2 separate regions of the Triticum aestivum genome follow, and region 2 is linked to region 1. Evidence: chromatin contacts called from public Hi-C data. All regions are on one chromosome and are shown on one strand. Each heading gives the region's core, a stretch centred on a gene start, on an enhancer-like site or on the middle of the called end of the contact. The rest is flanking DNA. Distances are from core to core; before and after follow the strand shown.

What was found. Hi-C and Micro-C count contacts between places; a contact is called where the count stands out from the background.
Region 2: a Hi-C map of leaf shows a contact between it and region 1, with 3 times the contacts expected there. The contact joins the promoter of LOC123166124 here to the promoter of LOC123167642 in region 1. A contact is called at or near these places in 2 of 5 Hi-C or Micro-C datasets (both in leaf).

The regions. Positions count from the first base shown.
Region 1 is chr7D:229,530,718-229,538,101 of IWGSC CS RefSeq v2.1, reverse strand. It overlaps LOC123167642 (oxysterol-binding protein-related protein 4C), which reads left to right and starts at 3,622. Exons shown (of 6, transcript XM_044585477.1): 1 at 3,622-4,057; 2 at 5,072-5,263; 3 at 6,054-6,299; 4 at 6,419-6,515; 5 at 6,623-7,124; 6 at 7,219-7,384. The coding sequence starts at 4,055.
Region 2 is chr7D:229,967,569-229,974,952 of IWGSC CS RefSeq v2.1, reverse strand. It overlaps LOC123166124, which reads right to left and starts at 3,328. Exons shown (of 9, transcript XM_044583890.1): 1 at 3,034-3,328; 2 at 2,327-2,533; 3 at 2,141-2,243; 4 at 1,969-2,048; 5 at 1,802-1,879; 6 at 1,186-1,277; 7 at 919-1,030; 8 at 672-797; 9 at 149-572. The coding sequence starts at 3,207. The coding sequence ends at 471. It overlaps LOC123168482 (EEF1A lysine methyltransferase 4), which reads right to left. Exons shown (of 9, transcript XM_044586371.1): 2 at 6,775-6,888; 3 at 6,620-6,688; 4 at 6,499-6,518; 5 at 6,372-6,424; 6 at 6,263-6,293; 7 at 6,101-6,179; 8 at 5,834-5,964; 9 at 5,507-5,740. The coding sequence ends at 5,684.

The sequences.
Region 1 (7,384 bases), core at 2,373-4,872:
TGATCTATTTCAACATAGATTCATAGTTACACTTGCCATCCTCATTTTCTCTGCCCGAGTCATCTCCTTCAGTGTAATAATATCTCAAATCTCTTTTACATTTTGTTGTACCACTTGCTGAATGACTTGACTTATAGGACATACTTTAGCACTAGAACGTAAACGAAGACAATAAGAATAATAAATAAGTTTACTTCCAAATACAAGTGAATTAATATATAAAGTCATTTTCCAGTATAGGAGTAGATATTATTCACAAACTTAAATATGTGCTCTTTCTATATGTTGCCTTCTTATTATATTTCTAAATACTTTTCATAAACTTAAGTAACTTTTAATATACATATTTTAAATTTACATTCTTTAAGTATTTAAGAATTTATTTTCATATTTCTTCTAAAGGTACAACACAGTACATGTGTGCTATAAGTTTTTCTCTAATTAACTAACATAACCTCGTAAGTTTCAATGTTGAGAACGGACATACTTTTCAAGTTTTTTACTTTTAATTTCCAATATATACAATCACGTCCTAGATTCGTAAACCTCAGACCTACCATATTATTTATTGTTCTCAGATCCATACCAATTTTTTTTGTTCCAACAAAATTGCCTAAGGCAGGGCTTTATGTTGTTCAAGAAAGAGAAAGTGAAACAAAAGGTTACAGAAGGAGCTATCAAATATCGAACAAACTTATGTTGACACTGTGCTTACGAAAACATTGGAAGAACAGCAAACATACAACGGAATACATGATTGACTAACCTGTGCTGGGTAACTGTACGCAATACTTCGCCTTGTGTCTTTCAGTCGTTGCCGACTCTACGTATTTCGGAGCAAATAGCTTCAATCTGTTCTCCTCTATAGCGATGCTTCTTTAGCAAGAGTTCTAAGAAAGTATTCTAAGAAGAGAAGCAGAGTGTACTTGAAGAGAACAATGAGATGGAAGAACAGAATGAACACTTTAAGGACAACCGTAAAGTTTAGTAGCCACTTGTTGCAGAAACTGTTCCTCGTAATATCTATATCTTAGAAACAGGACCCACAAGAAAACATATAATACTTTAGCTTTACAGTAAGAATACAGATATATGAGAAACGATACACGCTAGCGAATACAAGAAATGCAGCCCTGAATATACGAATCTTGACGTAGATCAATGGCTCACAATCCGCGTGCCCGGTACTTGCTTGCCCTAAATCCTCTCCCCGAATTCTACCGAGGCAGTACAGAAGATTCTTATGTTGGTCCATTTCAAGATTCCATCAAGGTGGCGTAATCAGTCAATGAAATGTGGGCGTTGAGAGTCGAGAGCCGGCAGGTGGACCGAGCAGCAGTGCGGCTGATCCGGTCTTCCCGCAGAAAAAAAGAAAAAAACAAAGTCAATAACCGGTCTCGGGTGGAACCAAGAGCAGCAAGCCAGCAAGTTAAGCAGACGGTCTCTGCTTTCCATGATACTCGAGGGTTTGCACGTTAATAATTCTTGTAACACGCGATGAAGCTAGATGGTCATGCCTCCTTCGTGTCGCTTTTGCTTGCTTCGGATTTGCCGTGGATTGTAACGCAAAGGCTCGGTCTCGCTTGCAAGCATGCTCCAACACCATCTTGGCACCGCTTCGACGTCTCGCTTTCCGCGTGGCTAAAATTATTCTGTGTGACCATAGAGTGTCACACGTTAGACATGGGATTTTCGGAGCATGTACCTTCTTAAAATACGCAGTTAACTTCGTATTGTGTTGATCAGAAAATACTGCAACTATTTCTTTCTTATTGTTTGAGTAGGTAGTGCGTCTGCAGTTTTCCCGGGGAAGAAGCGAGTTGCGATTTTTCTTAACACGGTACAGACGCAGACGCTTATACATACGCACATACATTCATCCTTATAAACACACACGCGCACCACACCCTACCACTATGAGGGGAAAATATCCAGTACTACCAAGGCTCAGGTACTATCGTGATAGGGACTTCTAGGCCGTCGGATTATCAGATCAGACGGTTCCTAGTAATTCTGTAACATTTGCAGAAAAGCCTTCTAGGAATACAAAAAATACACATAGGTCTAGCAGATCCAACAGCTATCAGAAGCAGTCCGATTTGAGAATCCGACGGCACGGAAGCCCGTATCATGGTAGCACTTTATTCTTGGTAGCACCAGATGCTATCTCCCCGTATGAGCACCTCCAAGAACTGAGCCGGGCACATATAATCAAGCTTCTAAATAAACAAGTAAACAACAGTAATGCACAAAAGAACCCCTAAAAAAGGTAATGCACAAAAGAAGAGGATGGCCCGTTTAGAATTGAAAAGAAAATGACTCAAACCAGATACTATGAGCCAACAACAATGCTACTACTATCGGCGATGCAAGAGCTGTCCTCATGAAACAAGCGCAGACGAGTAACAATCGAGAAGCAAATCGTCACCGACATTGCTCCAAAGATCTTTGACCTATCCAGGAAGAAAAGAAGCTCCGTCTACTTGGCTCTCACCGACAAAACTTGGGTTCGCAACATTATTACCTCTCAGGGCCTCACTTTTGAGCACATTGAGCAATTCGCCACCCTTTGGGAGAAGCTCTCTAATGTCATACTCACCCCTGGAGTCGACGATAAAATTATTTGGAAGTTTTTTTTTTGAAACATAAATTATTTGAAAGTTTACTAAAGATGATGTCTACTCCGCGTTTTCTGCGTCCAATACTCGGTTTGAGGGTCTCATCGCCTCGACCATGATCTCAACAGTTTGGAAAGCTTGCCCCCCTCCCCCCCCTCCCCAAAGTGCAATTTTTTTGCTTGGTTGATAATCCAGAATAGGGTGTGAACCGCCGATAGGTTGCAACGTAGGGGTTGGCCGAGTTGCAACCTTTGCCCTCTTTGCAAGCAGGTTCAAGAGGACAGGGCGTCAACCCGTTGGCTGGGCAGCTGAGGTTGCTGCCAGCCTACCCGAGTTCGAGTCCCGACTCGGACACGCGGTCCTCACGGAGTTTCTCCTATAAAAAAATGTCAATGAGGGTTAGTCCTTGGGTTGGTCTCTTTTTTTTGCAAGCAGGTTCAAGAGACGGCGGCCCACCTCATCTTCCAGTGCCGGTTCATTGTGAGAGTGTGGACGGAGATTAAAACTTCGCTTGGTTTTCACGACATCGACCCGACAGATTGGAGACTTGTGCCCTCGATGAGGGTTTGGTGGGACGAGGTTTGTCACAAGAGGGGTGACTCGCGCAAGGCTCGTAACACCTTGATGATGCTTGTTGCGTGGGAAATCTGAAACAAGCGCAATGCGAGGATCTTCCGCAACACCGCCGCCCCTACTACCGTAGTCATCGCCAAGATTAAGGATGAAGCCTCTCTTTGGGCTCGTGCGGGTGCGAAGTATTTGAGTGATATAATGCCGTGAGAGTAATTTGTAATCGCCCGCTTAGCAAAACCATGTCTACTCCTCTTCTTAATTAATAAAAATGGTAAATCTTTTGTCTTGTTTAAAAAAAAAAGCAAATCGTGTTGGATTGCCAGCGAATGATGTGAGGTCGACGGCCGATTGAACCACGCTCCAGCGCTATGTGATTTGCGAAGGAAGAAACAGAGTCCACATCTTCCCAAATCAGGCGGGCAGCCGTGCGCGCTTTACTCGCGATTGCACTGGCCCGGAAAGGCGGAAACGTTTTGGCCCGTGCCGAGAAGCGTTCACACGCACGCGCCGACGGGACACGGCGAGGCCGACGTCACCGCGCGCGGCCGCCGCCAGCAACGGCTCAGACAGAGGCCCGTGCCTGCCTCTGCCCCAAGGAAGGCGAACACCGCACGCACGCACGCGGCCTCAAAAAAAGGAGAGCCTCCTGCTAAAAAAGAGAGGAAGGAGGTCAATCCAGCGATCTGCTTGCTTCTTCCCCGCCCGCCCGCCCTTATCGAGGATTCCATTCCAACCCCCCGTCGCCAGCCCACGCACCCACCATACCCAGCTCGAAAACGAGAGGATCATCCGCAGGCAAGGCCGGGGAGAGGATCGAATCAAGGAGGGCTCGCGTCGGGGATTGGAGCTCACGCGAACCAACCATGGTACGCCCTCTTCTCGATCAATTGGACGTTCTCGCAAGCTTGGCCTTTCTTTCAGCAAGTACCGTCGGACTGCTCTCCGCCGGCGGCCAGAGCGCGAGATTCTCTCGATCGAAGATTTGGGGGGCGGCGCTTCGAGCGTCAGGTCGTGGCCTGCGTCCACGTCATGGTTGCGAATATCGCCCATGCTTTTGCCTCTGGCCCGCCCGCCGTTCCGGGCCTTTTTGTCCTGTCGCGCCAATTTCCCCCTTCCGCATTCACCTTTTCACCTGTGCGCTTCCACGTGTACTTTTACTGGGCGGTAAAGGTGGTCATCCGTTTTCCTTCCGTCGGAAAACAGAGCAAAGAAATCATAGACGCCGGCCAAATCAATACCGGGCGATCGAGCTAAGCATGTGACGTCAGATAAGATTTTATTCGGCAGGGGCAATAATCTTTGATAACCTCGTGCGCTTAGTCGCGATGTAACAGACGGCTTTTCTGTTTTTTCTTTTTTGAGTTGTTGATTGTCTTTGCAACGAAGAAAGAGGAAGAGGCACCCACGAAATGGAGTCCCCGTTCCGTCTCCTTTCCATAGCCGCGTCGGGGGCGTGCACTCCCATGTAAACGCAACGCCAAGACACATACACATAGCACCAGCTTTCGGCTGGCCGGCAAATAGCAGCAGCATCTTCAGCCGGCACTGACCTCTTCTCCACTTTATTTAGTACAAACACACACCTAGCTACTCCTACATATTCGACGGCAGGTGGACACGTGAAGGGGAGGGAAACCACACGGGTTTGATTTCGTTTTCGTTCCCGTTCATCGGCCAACTCGATTGGACCGGACTTTTCTTGGAGCCTCCCCTCCAAGGAAACGAAACCTGAATGCAACAAGCAAGAGCCTACATGGGGCGACGGCGGCGCCGACGAGCGATCCGCCATGTCTCGGTTGCTGCTACCATTCAGTTAGCACTAGAACATCACAATTGGAGCCCGTATGTATCTGACTGTATTGGTAATTGATTGGATGCAGGTTGAATCGGAGGTCGACGCATCGGCGGCACCGACCGCCACGGCCACGGCCAGGGCCTCGGCGGCGGTGCTCACCGCGCCGCTGTCGCTGGAAGGGGGCCTCGCGGCGGAGCTCCAGCCGGCGAACCTCGTGCAGCGGGTGCTCAGCCTCTTCGGGAACGTCAGGCCGGGCGCCGATCTCTCGCACTTCCAGGTAAAAACTAAACACCACCACTGCTCACTCTCATGTGTGAATTGATCCTACAAAATCAGCCATGCATGTGAGACTCCGATCTCGAGAGCCAAATTTGAATTCACTTGCTAGTTTACTTACTCCAAGATTAGGAGCACTAGGTACTACCCTGAATCCGGCATAATTCAGGGGGCTGGGTACTGTACTATAGTAATCAATTAATCAGGGCAGGTTGATTTGCTTATGGGAGATTGGAGTAGGTGGGGTTCAGCTAGGCATCAAAAACAAGTTCAATGAATTCGCGCGGATTTGAAACAAACCAAATGGGGCCCCAAAGCTTGGACTGTGCTGTACATGATTAAACATGGGAGCTTCTCTCATGGTTTAAGAATTAGAGTGATTGGGTCATGTCACTTTATGTGCCAAGATAAGCTTATTAGGGGTTAGTTAGTGGTGTGGAGATCACTCCTACTAATGATTTGGTTAGTCCTTTTCCAGGGACACTAAATCGTCGGTTAGCTCCCAGATTAAATTCATGAAAGTCTGATAGGTGCACTTCACAATCTTAATTTTGTAAGAAAAATTTCTACACTTTAAATGTGCCACATGTTGTTTTGTTATCTTATTCTTTTATTCGTTGAACACTACTCTTTTGTATAATTTGTTTGAAAATTAATAAAAATACACAGCAGAGTCCTGCTGCTTCCCTAAAAGAAGATCTATGTTCACCGTCGCCGCATTACTATTTCACGCAAGGTTTTAAGCACACTACTTCACTGATGAAATGACTGACGAGCCTCATCATTTCCAGCTGCCTGCTACGTTCAACCTGCCAAAATCGCAGCTCCAGTTGTACGGGGAAATAGTCTACTGCGACGGAGACGACTACCTGAGCAGATGCGGCAAAGGCAAGGACAGCCTCGAGCGCTTCACGGCGGTCGTCGCATGGAGCATCTCGACGACGAGGCCGCCCATCTTTGGTTTCGCGCCCTACAACCCGGTCCTCGGAGAGACGCACCATGTCTCCAGAGGGTCACTCCATGTCCTTCTTGAGCAGGCAACCCAACTTGTCAAAAATTACTCATTTTCTGAAAAACACATAATCTTTTCAACAACGTGAATGATCATATGGCACTACTTTTCGAAAAAATGGTCGTATGACATTAACATTTTCAGGTGTGTCATAAACCCCCGGTCTCTGCGCTTCACGCTACCGATGACGGCGGGAACGTCGAGCTTGTCTGGAGCCAACACCCAGTGCCGAAATTTAATGGTAGGCCACCAGATCAACAAATTCCAAGCTTCAGCATAACGTTGCTATTCAAGCAAGGATGCAAACTTATATAAACTCCTGTACCCCTTTCACTTGCTTCACTGAAGGTGCTAGCATAGAGGCAACGGTGCACGGCAAGAGGCAAGTCAGGCTTCCAAAGTTCAACGAGACATACGAGATGGACTGTCCAAATCTGCTCATCAGGCTGCTTCCTGGGCCCTCCGTCGAGTGGTCCGGCACCGTCAGGATCGTCTGCAAGGACTCCGGGCTCGAGGCAGAATTGAGCTACCACAGAAGCAACTCCTTCATGGGAATGGGAGGTGACGGGAGGTGCGTTAAGGGCAAGGTGTTCCATTCATCGAGCCCGCAGGACACCGTCTTCGAGATCGATGGCTACTGGGATAGGACTGTTTCACTCAAGGATGTTGAGAGTGGGGAGGTCTTGGTTCTCTACGACGCGAACCTCTCCATCGCTAACCTCGTCACACCGGAGGTTAAAGATGAAGAGGTGAAATTCCAACTCAGAAGAAAATATATTGCACTTTTCTTGTTCTTTCAAGCCAATATAAAATTTCACACTTTCTGTACTTGTGATCAAGTGAAGACATGGTATGGCAGTACTTGCTTTCAGTTCAGCATGGCTGAAAAAACTTGCAAAGCAGCACAGGGGTAGTACTCATGAATGATGGTGATAATTTGGCAGGGCTTGTCATCTACCGAGTCGGCGGTCGTCTGGAGCGAAGTCAGCGAGGCTATCCTGGCAAAGGATTGGGAGAAGGCTAGCGAGGCGAAGCGGAAAGTCGAGGGCACAGCTAGGAGCCTTGAGAAGGAGAGGAATGAGAAGGGAGAGGTGTGGATGCCCAAGCACT
Region 2 (7,384 bases), core at 2,079-4,578, 440 kb before region 1:
CAAAATAAAAACACTGCACGTCCACAAAAGTACCTGCATTTTGCACCATAAATCCAGTTCCAGGAGTACGCAACTGAACGACATGGCAAGAAAAATACTTCACAATTTAGCGTCAAAATCATCACAAGCACATTCAAACTTGTACCAGTTGAGTCCAGATGCTGATGCTTCATATCATAGTCAAAATAAACTATGCCGGGACACAGAAACCAACAACTAGCTTGTCCGACAAAAGCGTCCGGCTTCCACAAGCACAGGCTGCACAACATAGCTTCACTACAGTTCAAGCGATACAAGCATATGGGTACACACTATATGGGGACTTGCCAGGGAGTTTCTCATTATTAAAGAGAAATCATCTTATTTTGCCTCTGTGTACGCTAGATTACATATCCTTGGTTATTTTTGTCGACTAACGGCGAGGGCTTGTAGGGCTGGTGAAACCAAGTGCAGGTCGTGTGCGCTTCGGCTTATTTGCTGCTTGTCTTGATTATCTTATGGAGTGCTCTCTTGGCCTCCTCTAGAGTCTCCACCTTGTATGGTACATCAAATGCAAGTCTCTGGATGTTGAACTGCATAGAATAAATTGCAAACTGAAGGCAGTGGAGAGAAGATTTTCTTCCTCAGAGAATAGCGTCTCTACTAGTGACGGCAATCTGAATAAAGTTTACCTGTGCACCCTGGCGAACCCGAATGTCTATCCCTTTGCTGTCTACGGATATAAGAGCAGCATCGTCAACCTCCCCTTCAGCAGACATGAACTCTCTAAGTGGTTTAGAGAAAATAGCGTTCAACTCCTACATGCAGAGCATCCATCAAAAGCGGTCGAGGTTTTACTGTACTCACATATTACATGTACGGGCACATAACTAATATGATGATCCAGCTAATCTGCTGATAATGGCATTCATAGTTTACCTTTAAGCTTTGTTCGCCGCCGTCAACTGCTATCTTGTCAGGTTGAATAGTTTCATACTGTTTCACATCTACCCATGCAACAGTGCCAAAGCCTCCAATAAAATATATGTCGCTGTGATTATCGCAAATAGTTTGTGACAAATCATAAGTTACACAAGCATCTATGAGTAACGGATGGGAGAAGAGATGTGCATCTGTGTAAACGATAAATGGATTCATCAACCTGAAATGATGGAAGAGTATAACTCATCAAATCAAATCACAGACCTGATATTCTGCATCCTGTAGTAGTAAAAATTTCCCCACTGTTGAGACGCCCATTGTTGATGTTTTGCAACATATTGCTTATGTGCCCATTCCTGGCGGATACATGTATTCACCGTCAGTTCATGAAATCTTTTAAAACCACAAATGGAAGAACAAATCTCCATTCACTCTTAATGGTCATGCATATCAATCATGTATTCTGTAACAGCCATGACAGAACATCTATTCTCTTTCAGCCCATGCCATGAGAAAAGTGCAGCCAAAAAAAAGGGAAGACCAAAAACCAACCTCAACAAACATTACTAACTCAGAGAATTTATAATTTGAAAACTTAGTCCACAGATGGTTTTCACACAATGGGAGGAGCCAAATTCTTAATGATTGACATGCCAGCTATCCATAGGAAAGAGAAAAAGGAAGTGACCCTAGCTAGCTCACTTGGGTTCTAGAGGATGTACAATCCCATTTAAGTCCTCATGGACGTGTATTTTAGGTTCCTATTCATACTGTTGGAGTTTCCTTACATTTTTCTTTCAAAAATATTATCCATAGAAAAGTAATTACCTAGATGACTGCACTATCAATTATCAAGCAACAAAGGCAGCTAAATAGGAACCTGTTGTTCAGCTGACAAAGGGTAGACATCACCAAATATTGTGACACGAGCATTAGACAATCCACTCCATCCAGGTACCTGTAATGAAGGACTAGGTGTTGTTATCCTATTATTAGCAAGCAAGGAACATTTATACTTCCAGTAAAACATGCCGAGAAACTTCATACCTGGACAACAAGTGTGCATCTTGGATCAGAGAGCAAGTTTCTGGTGTGGATTGCTAAGGGTGACAGAGAAAATATTGGGTCTGCGCAAGACATCAACACAAAATAATTACCCAAGGAGGTCAAACAGAGTGTACAAGTTATATCCAAAATGTAACCAAAGTAGCTATCTTACGGCCCATTGAGTCATTAGCAAAGTCAACAAGTGAACCAAATGGATATCCAGCACGTCGATGATGCATGCCAGACATGACAGTGCATAGGTGAGCAAATCGCGCCTAGTGAGCACAGTAAGACAGGAATAAGCATCCAGCCGGCTAGAAAATAGCCCAATGGCCAGGAGATAATTAACAGAAGCTACCTGTTCCATTAAATTGCGAACAGCCAAAGCCGGTGGAGGTAAACCATGGGCAAAAGTTGCGCTCTGCACACCACCAGATATAGGGGTTCTGAACAAGCCAGCTCTGGATCCGCTTGAGTCGGGAGTTGAATTGGTTGATGAGGTCGTGCGTGACTTGTCAGTTGCGACCGGACCGAGAGCTCCATTTTGACTTGGATCAACCTTCGACTGTCAGGCAATTTAGACCTTCGACTGTCAGGCAATTTAGTACAAACAAACCAAAGATATGTGACCCATTAAAGGCAAACTAAAAGAAAATGACCTGATTCACTCCTGAGTTTCAAAATATAAATACAGGATCACCTTTAAAAAATCTAGCAAGAAACTAAATAATATCTTTGCGAACCCATATGCATAGACATGATTTTCAACTAATTATCATTCGGAAGTTTTAAGTTGATTGGTACAAAAGGAAGTTTATTTTCATGACATCCACAAAACTTCCCGACCGAGTTCAAAGATATCAAGCTTCGGAAAATAGTCACCTAGTAATAACAACACAATGGAACAACCCAGGTCTAGGTAGGCCCCGGGCCTCGCATCTGAAAGAAATCCCTAAACCCAACATGTTCTACACTGCCACACCCATCTCCGAGCAACCACTACCCGAACAAAATCTTCGTCACTTCTCACTCTGCATCACGTAGCTTTCACGCACTGTTTGTTACCTTGACGACGGGGGTCCCGTTCGGCTTGGCGGCGTCGTCCTTGCCTCCGCCGCCGCCGGCCGCGCGGATGGGCCCGCAGGGGCGGGCGCGGAGCGCCACGCGGGAGTGAGGCTGGTGGGCGGGGAAGGCCGGGAGGAGCGCGGACGAGGCGGCGGCGCCGGCGAGGGCCTCCATTAGACGGATGGGAGAAGAGTGAGGGAGCGCACGCGGAGGAGAGAGAGACAGAAAGGAGGGGCACACGCGCGACGGTGAGGAGAGAGAAAAGCTGCGGGGCCGAAGGAAGGCGGCTAGAGAAGGGGGGAGAGGGATTTTTAGGGAGGAGGTGGGAAAGAGAAAAAGACGTGTCGAATCTGGAGGCGTTGGATTGAAGATGGACGTCGATCCGTTCCACTAAGGGATTCTTCCACTTCCCCCTTTGCCTGGGCTGAATGCCTGAACTGAATCATGATGGATGCAGAAGAAAAATTGCACGGTTAGGTCAAAAAAAGGTTGTTCTTTTTTTCTGAAAATAAAGGAAAATTGCATACTGGTTCGCCAAAATGGTAACAAAGGCTTATCCCATGAGTGGAAAGTATCCCGTGTTTTCAAGACTTAGGGCCTCTTTGATTCGTAGGATTTCCAAAACGCGGGAATAGAAAAAACAGGGAGTTAGAGTGGAATGTCGTCTTGAATCCTACAGGATTGTACGAGTGTTTGATTGTGCATAGAAAAAACGCAGGATTCTTTCAAAGAGGTCTGAGTGGATGGGATGTTTCCTATGAAATCTAGTGCAAATGAATCCTATGGAAAAATTCCTATGGTTTACAATCCTACGAATCAAACAACCAAGATAGGAAAAATTCCTAAGGATTAGAATCCTCTAAAATTCCTTTGAGAATCCTTTGAATCAAAGAAGCCCTTAGGCAACTCCAACGCACTGACCTAAATTGTGTCCCTTTTTTTTAACATTTTATCCATTTGGATCGGCAAAACGGACAGCGGACACGACATGGACAGCGACATGGTTTGTGAATCCAACACGAGCAACCCATTTTTGAGCGGACATGGCCTTTCTTTTGAAAAAACAACAACAAGAGCTGCTGGCGGGGGGCTTTTGCGGGTGCTGGCCGGGATGAGCGTCGCCTGCCTGTGGGGACAAGCGCTTGAGGGAACGGGCGCCAGCGGGGCGAGCTCCTACGGGGACGGGCGCCTCCGACCGCCTACGGGGACGAGCGCCGGCGGGGACAAGCTCCTGCGAGGACGGGCGCCTCCGGGGGCCTGCCTCCGCACAAATCCAACCGACCGCCTACGGGGACGAGCGCCGGCGGGGACAAGCTCCTGCGAGGACGGGCGCCTCCGGGGGCCTGCCTCCGCACAAATCCAACCGACCGCCACTGCGACGCTGGAGGGCACCAGAGAAGCGCCACCGCGCCGCTGGAGGCCGCCGGAGGGAGTGTCCCACAACTCTTGCCCGGCTGGCGCGTGGGTGGGTGGGTTGGTGGTCGTGGTGGGCCAGGGAAGGGAAAGAAAAGGAATAGAGATGGAATGGGGGAGGTGGATGACAGACAAGTCAGGCCAGACACAGACGAATGAGGTGGATGCAGAGAACGTGTTTGTGTCCGCTTCCGACCCATATCTGACCCAAATTTGAGGTGGAAATGCGTCCGAGCAGACACAAACCGGACAGAAAATGGGAACTGTTGTGGGCACTTTTTTTTGTATGCTGACACATGCCCTGTTTGAATACTCTAACTCAGTTAGAGGTTAGAGTTAGATTCTAACCTTGAATTAACCCACTAACTCTAACCAAAGAGTTGTTTGGATGGTAGGGTTAGATTGAGAATAAATATTCTTTCTCAATCATTTGACTACTTTGGACACTATTTGGATGAGAGGGGTAACTTTTTATTTTATTTTTTTCTAGTGGGCCCAGGAGAACTAACCCAAATAAGCTCCTCTAGTGTGGGCTAGTTTTTTGGGGTGGGTTAGATCCAACTAACACAAACTAACCCATCATGTTTGGATACTTTTGGGTTATTTGAGCCCCAACTAACTAAAACTAACTCTAACTTAGGGATCCAAACAGGGCCACAGACGGACGCTGTTGCTCTTAGACACACCATGCTCCCAACTCTCAAAAGTCAAATTTAGAAGTTTCAAATAAAATCAGAAAACATTGTGAATGTTCACCACATATGTGTCGACAATTCCTAAAAAGTTGAAGTTTCTCTTTTGAATTTTTTAGAAATTGTAAACACATGTTGTGAACATCCAGAAAAAGAAAACTTCTGAAAGGTGTTTTCAATTTTTTTAGGGGTTCTAGGCAATATGTTGTGAACATCCACAAATTTCCCCAGATACTTTCCCGTCCCACAAGATTATGGCTTTTCTTTATGTAGAAAACCTAGATCATTTTCTCTAAGATTTCCCACACTCCGAGCGGGTCCTATGTTCCGTGAACACGGAAGTAAATTCTACACAAAATCGAAAGACATGAAAACAACACATTCATTTCTATTCCAAATTCGATGATCGAAGAAGCAACATCCTTAGCTGTAATTTTGCTAAATTGTTGCCAACAACGACAAAAATCAAGAGTTACAAAATGTATTCCCTACATTATTTGCTACACTGGTTATACACGATGATCCAAAAAGGTTATAATATGTGATCATTTGTCTGCTTCATTGACCTCGGCCTTCAAGTCCACTCTTGCACTGTCGTTCTCCTGCATAACAATGTAAGATTATTCAATAACTAGTCATATGAAGAGTTCAGGAAGCAAGTTCGGATGATTATGACAAGCTTGTCAACGGCTAACCTTTATACAGACATAAATATAGTGAACATCAGGTTTTGGGCCAAGAAGGTTGATAATCGATGCACTATCATCTTGTAAAGGCAGTGGCTCCGTCAGGTCCCATGTCTTTTTGGAACTTCTCTCCCACCTATCTGCTATGTCGATTGTGTATGTAAAACCATAAAACAGATAACACTGTTATTTAGAGCTTCAGAAAATAAAAGAAATGGATCAAAAGGGTCAAGAGTAGGGCATTGTTAAGTCAAACCGGTGGCAAAACCCACTAACCTATGACGTGAAGCTTTACTGTCCAAAATTGGAGGTCCTTCAGAAGATTCAATCGATAACTTGGATCCCCATAAGTGATCTGCAGCATTGTGACGCTCAAAGAAGTTTATAGACACAAGAAGAAAACCACAGAGTTACCATGTTAATAATACTATCAATTACCATAATGTAGACCCCCTTATCGTTGAGGATTCTGCAGATAGAAGAAACAAATAGAAAGCTATAGTCAAATAAACAGAGATATCACAACAAATATCAGTCTATTATTTACCTGTTCACCTCCCCTAGCATCTTCGCTGCATGCTCTTGTGAATTTTGGCCGCACTACAATACAAGAAACACGGCTCTGAGTATGGCATGGGAAGAATATCTGAGTATCCTGGCAACAATTGACTCACCATAATAGAATCTAGTGTTCCTGCAAATAACAGAATGGTTTAGAACCCAATGGCATGTTACATACGCATGCATAGATGTTCCATAATGCTGGCAACCATTACATTTACATCGTAACAATACCTTTGTCAATAACAGCATCAAATGAACCAGACTCAAAGTCTGACATGTTTCTTACATCCATCTTCGTGTCTGTAAATTGCAGGAAATAATACAATAGTAAGCCATAGATACTCCGCAGGGATTCAACGTCTGAATGGTGGGAACAAAGATTATACATTTTAGTTGAGGCTTATCATGGTATTTCTTCTTCATTTGTTCAATCACCACAGACGATATATCAATGTTGACAACGTCCTGGTAACCATCCTGAACCATGTTTTCACCAAAAACTGTGAAACATCGAAATAGATTAAAAACAAATAATTCCAACTAAACCAAGAATAAACAGGCTGGCAATAATATAACCACTGCATCTAAATTCAGAAATAAATCATATAGTCTGAAACTGCATAGCAAATTAGTGATAAAAACATCTCAATCAACAATACAACCAGTCTCAAAAGGGATAAGAATAATTCCGTCATTATCTATGCCTAACAGTCAATACAATAAGTAGTAGACAATAAAAAATGAGAATGGACTGTGTAACTCCCCAATTCCATGCTAATTATCAGACAGTAAGTTTTCATGAACCCAAGACGGTGCACCTAAATGGATCCAGGAGGCCAGGATGCTTCAACAACTCTCAACTAGGACCAAAATATTATCAAAATTTGATAAAAGGAAATGTGGTACATAAATTTCCATATCAGCAGTAGTTCATTAAATCAAGTTAGCTAGTACTCCGTATCCATTGACTACAAGGGGTCCGGCTTTGGGGAAGGG